Linked DNA regions of Mus musculus: region 1 is linked to region 2. Evidence: chromatin contacts called from public Hi-C data. All regions are on one chromosome and are shown on one strand. Each heading gives the region's core, a stretch centred on a gene start, on an enhancer-like site or on the middle of the called end of the contact. The rest is flanking DNA. Distances are from core to core; before and after follow the strand shown. Region 1 has its middle 64 kb from the start of Emb. Region 2 has its middle 30 kb from the start of Parp8.

The links. Hi-C and Micro-C count contacts between places; a contact is called where the count stands out from the background.
Region 1: a Hi-C map of double positive thymocytes shows a contact between it and region 2, with 4 times the contacts expected there. The contact joins two enhancer-like sites. A contact is called at or near these places in 2 of 484 Hi-C or Micro-C datasets (the N1E-115 cell line and double positive thymocytes) and 2 of 115 datasets of contacts at active chromatin or transcription factors (CD8 T cells and bone marrow-derived macrophages).

Annotation. Positions count from the first base shown.
Region 1 is chr13:117,282,806-117,286,490 of GRCm38.p6, forward strand. No RefSeq gene overlaps it. Among named protein-coding and RNA genes, the nearest start is that of Emb, 64 kb to the left of the region's middle. Within about 2 kb of position 1,441, at least 64 of the 459 cell types and tissues checked have an H3K27ac peak or open chromatin away from gene starts, as enhancers often do. A contact at or near this core is called in double positive thymocytes, where this site is marked.
Region 2 is chr13:117,053,167-117,057,181 of GRCm38.p6, forward strand. It overlaps the pseudogene Gm29767. Among named protein-coding and RNA genes, the nearest start is that of Parp8, 30 kb to the left of the region's middle. Within about 2 kb of position 1,890, at least 17 of the 459 cell types and tissues checked have an H3K27ac peak or open chromatin away from gene starts, as enhancers often do. A contact at or near this core is called in double positive thymocytes, where this site is marked.

The DNA.
Region 1 (3,685 bases), core at 191-2,690, 230 kb after region 2:
CTTATGTGTTTTTAATGTAAGCTACTTCTTCAGCTCACCATGGAATTTGACATTTTCCTTCCCTTTGAAAGCAAATCAATCACAACCATCGCAACCTAAATATACAACAGAAAAAGAAGCACATAGAACTGAAATAAGGAATACTGAGTGGGGGTGCCCTGAAGTCACGTCTCTTATACATTGCTTGTAGGAACATAGGGAACAATGTGGAAGGAGGCCTGACTGGTTGGTTCCTAACACAACAAATATACTTGATGATCAAGAAATATTCATTCCAGAGAAAGGAAATAACATGCTTCCTCCAAAGCTTCTCAATACTGTTGACCCCAAATAAACTGTCTCAAAAATAGGTGTCTGGCCAGACAGTGGTGGCGCATGCCTTTAATCCCAGCACTTGGGAGGCAGAGGCAGGCAGATTTCTGAGTTCGAGGCCAGCCTGGTCTACAAAGTGAGTTCCAGGACAGCCAGGGCTATAGAGAGAAACCCTGCCTCACACACATACACACACACACACACACACACACACACACACACACACACACACACACACAAAAGATTGTGTTAACAACTTATATACTGCCATAGTTTACAATAGAAATGTTCTCCCAAAAGCCCATGTTTGTTTGTTTGTTTGTTTTTTAAAGATTTATTTATTATATGTGTGTACACTGTAGCTGTCTTCAGACACCCCAGAAGAGGGCATCAGATCTCATTATGGATGGTTGTGAGCCACCATGTGGTTACTGGGATTTGAACTCAGGACCTTTGGAAGAGCAGTCGGTGCTCTTAACCACTGAGCCATCTCACCAGCAAGCCCATGTTTTAAAGGGCTTAACCCTCGCCAGGTTGGATCTCTTGGGAAGTAATGGAGACTTTTAGGGCTAGGGTTTTGTGAGAGATCTTCTCATCAGAGCCATATTCTGAAGGAGTACTGAGATTTGGTTCTCCATATTTGTCCCTTCCATTCCCAACTGTGAGCCAAGCAGTTTTACCATGTGCTTCTTGCCATGTTATATGGCTTAGCCACAGGTCGCAGGCCCAAATATATACAAATATATATATTTGTGTATGTGTATTAAAATAATCTGGCCACAGTATTTTTATTCTGTGTTATTTTAACTTCATACAAGAGGAAAATGACATACTTTAGGTTGCTCATTTTCATACTTCGCCATAGCTTCAATAGACACTTCATGATGAAGAAAAGCCTTAAAAGGATCTCTTAAGGTTGAATCCAAGCTGTGCACATTTCCAAAACAAATCTGCACATAAAAAGCTACAGGACAGGTATTCATATCCACGCCAATCCTCTTTCATAACTGCATTAACACATGCTTGCCTCTTAAACATGATTCTGCAGACCTTATGTCGGTACAGCATGGAGCCCAAAATAGGGAACTGCCAGGCAGGGTTCACAGTGGCTTGCAGAGGCAGGAAGCAGGATGTGGGTACCCACAGCATCCAGCAGCATGTGTTTAAGTGAGGAACAGACATCTATTTGATGACCTTGTGAACCAGCTCAATGGATATGCTACGGAGAATATGACAAATTATATACGTTCTGTGTAATAAATCTTTTCAATGCTTTAAAAATTCCCAAGATTCTGAAAAGAGTTACCAAATTATAATTTAATTCTGCTCTTGATTATGTTCTGGGGTTTCCCATGTTGGAAAAAAATAGCGTTTGTCTAAAGAGTAAAGGGTAGTTTAAGTGTGATTGTGTGATGAGAACTCAAAGTTCATGTGTTTGTTTTATTTTTTTTTCATTATTTTTGCGATGATAGGAAAATTAAGCTTAATCTTGCCTTCTATAAGATTATTTCAAGTATACAACACAGTGTTCAGTATGGGTACAATATGTGTCCTGGCTCTGTGATTTAGCCATCTTACAAAACTTAAGATTTATTCTGTTTGAACTGCAGCTCTTACCTTGTACTCTCCAGCTCTGTTTCTGAGTGATTGTTTATGTTATATATTTCATATTAATAAATCATAGAGGACTCCTAGAACTTGGCCTCTGTCACTGTTTCATTTAACAGATAATCTGCTGATTCACCCATGTTCCTGCATGTCAGAATTTCTCCCTTTCTCTCTTTCTGTCTCTCTCTGTCTCTCTCTGTTTGTGTCTCTCTCTGTCTCTCTGTCTCTCTCTTATTTTCTGTTCAACTTACTGTGATAAAATACCCTGATAGTAATTCAGGGAGAAAGGGCTTATTTTAGCACACAGTTCCAAATTCCAGTCCCTCCTAGCAGGAAAGTCACAGCAGCTTGAGACTGAGAAAGTTGATCCGGTTACACGTATAAACAGTAACAAAGTGTAGTGTGTGCACAAATTTGAGTGCTCAGTTAACATTTTCCACTCTTTCACAGGTCAGGATGGCCTGCCTAGGGAATGGTACCACCCACAGTAGGCAAGTAATCAAGATCGTCCCCCAGAGACATACCCTCATCCCGGCTTAAATCTTTCACTGTGACTTGATGCCCAGGTAATTCTACATTGTGTGTAGTCAATAAGGAAAAACTAACAATCCTGGGCAAGCAATGTCTCAGGAGTAAAGGGCTTCCTAAGAAGCCGGGCCACCTGGGTTCCATACCTAGCACTCACATCCTGGAAGGAGAAAACTAAGTCCCACAGGTTGTTCTCTGACTTCTGCATGTTCCCCCCACACATATGCAAACAAATAAGACACTATTTAAAAATGAAAACTAACCAGAACCGCTTTAAATGCTAGATTATCTCCCTAGCTATTCGTTTTCAAAGTGGAGCTTTCTCCCTTTTCTATCCCCATTGGATGGTTCCAGAGTGAACATGTTCCCCTTTGATGAGGCCCCTTAAACCTTTATAGCTTTTGAAATTCTGGTTTCCTTCTTTTTATTTCTTTTAAAGATTTATTTTTAAATAAATGTTTGTGAGTACATTGTCACTCTTCTTCAGACATATCAGAAGAGGTCATTGGATCCTATTACAGATGGTTATGAACCACCATATATATATATGGTTACTGGGAAATGAACTCAGGACCTCTGGGGGAGCAGTCAGTGCTCTTCACCTCTGTGCCATCTCTCTAGACCTTATTTATTTATTTGTTTATTTGACAAATTTTGTTTGTGGTTTGACAGTTGAAGCCAGGAGCTTGCTGGGAATAAACAGTCAGTCTTCTTGCTGATCCACATTTCCAGTTCTTTATAGTGATTTTCAGTTTGTGGCAGAGTTTTGCTGAGATGCCCAGGCCAGGTTTGAACCTACTTTATAAGCTAGACAGGTAGGTCTTAGAATTTGGTCCTCCTGCCTCAGCCTCCCTGGTCTCTGGGATGACAGGTATAGACCACTGTTCTTAGTGACAGGCTCACTTTTTTTGTTTATTTGAAGCAAGGTTTCTCTGTGTTGCCCTGACTGTTCTGGAACCTGCTCTGTAGACCAGGGTGGTCTCAAACTCAGAGATTCCCCTGCCTCTGTTTCCTGAGTATTGAGATTAAAGGAATATGCCACCAGTGCTTAGTACAGGCTAACTATGAATGGCTTATCTGTTAACTTTTTAAAGGCTTAATATATAAATGTGTGGGTTTGTATATAAACATATATAGTATCTGAGCATGTATATTCAAGTCTCTCATGTATGTGTGTGTGTGTGTGTGTGTGTGTGTGTGTGTGTGAATACACACACACACACACACACACATCATT
Region 2 (4,015 bases), core at 640-3,139:
ATCTAAACTCATTCCTCTAGTTTTGTTTCTCAAAATTAGGTTGCCTGAAGTTTACATCAGTATTCCAATATTGTCATTATATAGTATTCTGCTAGTTGTGCTGAAATCTTGCAGACAAAGGTACAGGCCAATCATGAAGTGGTCAAGAAATGGTAGGGTAGGAAAAGATAAATGTCATGATTAACAGCTCTGCTGACTTGTAACCTTCCAACAGTAACTACATATGCAAACTAGACCCTACAATGAGGAAACAGTACATTAATGGAAGAAGAAGGAGAAGGAGAAGGAGAAGAAGAAGAAGAAGAAGAAGAAGAAGAAGAAGAAGAAGAAGAAGAAGAAGAAGAAGAAGAAGAAGAAGAAGAACAACAACAACAACAACAACAACAACAACAACAACAACAGCAACAGCAACAGCAACAGCAACAGCAACAGCAACAGCAACAACAACGGGTATTATTCCATGGTCAAAGTTCTAATATTATGTGAGAGACCTGGTTACTCTTCCAAAACACATCAAGTCCTTGAAGACTTTGGGCTAAGCAGTGTAGTTGCAAAAAAGGTTACTGAGCACTTATACATTCCATTTTATTACTGTTGTTTTACTGTTATAGACTGTGTTTCGTGAAAAGAACAAAGCTAAACTTAGCCCCTTACCAGTTCTCTATGTATGTTTACCATGAAATAAAGATATGATGGCCACAGTGGCTCATTCTCTAGAATAGCAGGATTCTAGAGAACGAGGCAGAAGAATTGTGAGTTTGAAGCTGGTCTTGACTATCCAGAAAGTGTCAGGCTATTCATGGCAACATGGAAAGACCTTGTATCAAAATATCAGTAAGATCAATGACAATAATATAAAAATTAAGGTTCTAAGGTCAAGAGAAAATTAGGTTCTGAAAACTGTCCTCTGACTTCCAAATGTAGGTCACTGTGTGCTCATATACACTTGGTCACAGAAATACCACATATGTAGGTGCACACACACACACACACACAAATAAATAAATATTTTTTGTTCTGTTTTTTAAAAATATTAGTCAGCCAATGATTCAGGCAACTTGAGTTTTTCTAGTTGGGTTTCTAGTTTCCACTTTCTCTTTCAAACTATATACACGTATGTTGTAGCTGGAAATGATAATTATGTGTCAACAGCCATATTTCTTTTTGTAAAATGCATTTATTTGCATGTGTTTGATCTGTGTGCGATGTATACCACGTGAATGCTTGGTGCCTGAGAAGGTCAATGAAAGCCACCACGTTCCCTAGAATTGGAGTACCAGGTTGTTGTGAGCTACCATGAGGTTCTGGGAATCAAACCCAGTTCCTCCAGAAGAGCAGCAAGTGCTGGTAAAGGCTGAGCCATCTCTCCAGGCTTTGCTTTATTTGCAGTACGTTTTGTTGTTGTTGTTGTTGTTTAAAATTAGGAACTGCTTGTCTTAATTCCTGGCTGTATAAAAGAACAGCAAGAACACAATAGGACGAAACAATCTTCTCCGGTTGGTACCTCGTTCCTCCAGTTCTGAAATCTGCCTTTTCTCAAAAATAATAGCCATTTTACATTGTTCTGTTAGTTGTTCTGAAATCTTGCAGACAGAGGTGCAGGGCAGTCATGAGCTGGTCAAAAAATCTAGCCTAGGTAAAGATAAAAGGCCGTGATAAGCAGCTCTGCTTCCTTGTGACCTTCCAACAATAACCACATATGCTAACCAGACTTCACATGGAGGAAACAGCAAATTAAAGAATGTGAAACACACACACACACACACACACACACACACACACACACACACACACACACACACACACACGCGAGCGCGCGCACACACACCTCAGAAAGAACAAAGAAGAGAATGCACTCCAATTGTTCAAGAGGCTTCTCTCAGCCAAAGTAACTATGCCACAGATGTGCCTCAAGAAAAAGAACAAACAAAAACCTTGATAGCTATCCCTGTTGCCTCTGTCTTAAACTAGGACAGAATAACCTGTTTTGCTACTCAAAATAACAGTCGGTGTCTCTTCTTTATCAGTTAGAAACAGGAGCTTTTTGCTTCATTAACTAATTAAGTCACCTGCAGAAAGAGTAGCTGGGGTGTGGCAACAGCATTGTAGCAGTGAATAATGTACTCAGATGACTCTAGCAGTGAATGGAAATCACATAGCCTAATGCAGTAGAGTAGGGCTGGGCTCAGCTTAATACCTTAATACCTTGTAACAAGGCCTCTTCTAAAACAGAAGCTGTGACTTTCAAGATCCATGTCTGAACAGCAGACATGATTCAAAAACAGACAATTATACCAACAGAGAAAAGGAGAAAACTTTATTTGTTTCATTGGCTATTTTATTTATTTATATTTCAAATGTTATCCCCTTTCCTGATTCACACACACACCCCAGAAACCCTCTATCCCTTTCCCCCTCCTCCTGCATTCTCCTATAATGGGGCATATAACCATCACAGGACCAAGGGCCTCTTCTTCCATTGCTGCCCGACAAGGCCATCCTCTGCTACATATATAGCTGGAGCCATGGGTCCCTTCATGTGTACTCATTGGTTGGTGGTTTAATCCCTGTGAGCTCTAATAGGTCTGGTTGGTTGATATTGTTATTCCTCCTATGGACTGCAAGTTCCTTCAGCTCTTTGGGTCCTTTCTCTAGCTCCTCCATTGGGGATCCTGTCTGTGCTCAGTCCAATGGTTAGCTGCAAGCATCCACCTCTGTATATGTCAGGCTCTGGCAGAGCCTTTCAGGAGACAGCTATATCAGGCTCCTGTCAGCATGCACTTCTTGGCATCCACAACAGTGTCTGGGTATGGTAAACTGTATGTGGGATGGATCCCAGGGTGGGGCTCTCTCTGGATGGCCTTTCCTTCGGTCTCTGCTCCACAAACAGCGATCATGTGTAGCTTGTTGAAAATAAAGCCCAAGAGGGTCCCACAAATGCTTGGCTCTGCTCTGCCTTGCTCTGCTCTGCTCATTGGCATGGCTACAATACCTTCATTTTGTCTTCAGAGCATCAATTTCTTATTCTCAAGTTGGAACAACCGTTGTCATCTAAGAAGCTTAGCATGCTTGATTTTTTTGTAAATAAGGGCAAAAGAAGGCTAACAGCTGCTCTTTGGAGAAACACATTGCAAAAAAAAAAAAAAAAAAAAAAAAAAAACCTGAAAAACTTACATTACTGAAAAACAAATCGTATGGGAATAAGGAAGATCAAATTGTGATAAAGAATGAGTCAGTGGGGTGTAGACAGTTAAGCCTTTGATGAGATTTCTCAGTTATTGACACGCAGGCAACTTGAAGTAAGAACGGGAGAAAAGGTCAAGTTGAATCTAAATGGTTGTGGGAAGCTGGGAGGAAGGAAGAATATATAAGAGTCTATTTTTTTTAAAAGTCTTGTGTTATAGGAGAAAAAAAAATAGCAAGCAACAGGGCAGAAACAATGGGAATTGTGAGTTTATCTGGAATGATTCATGCCAGAGGCCAGACTGCAGAGCTACTTACCAGGCTGATCAAATGTAGGTTTACAAAGAGGACACCGGATGAAGACAGTATGCAGGACCATCTGTTTACAATTAGCATAGCATTCTGACATGGTTTTCCAGAAATCAAAATAAAAGGGAAATCTAATGTAAAATATATGAACTGAGCAATATATTTTTTTCCTTTAGAAACTATTTTTGAGGACTAAAATGATGATGGTCGCATTAATATAAAGCACAGAAAAACAGTGTTTGGTTGTTTGAGACGGATGATAGCGTAGCGAGTAAATTAGTGTTTTGGTACACAAAGACCACACACAGAAATGAGAGGCCTGCTAAAATCTTTGCCAGATACAAAATATAATTCAGACATAAAAATGAATAGTTTGCATTGGTGGGAGTGCAGACAAATGATACTTTGTATCGAAGTGAACTAGTATCGTTATTTTGGGGACAGAATATCGGCATGTGCTTTACTATCCAGAATGATTGTGTCAATGATTCAGTAATTATTTTCCAGGAAATTGTTATTAATA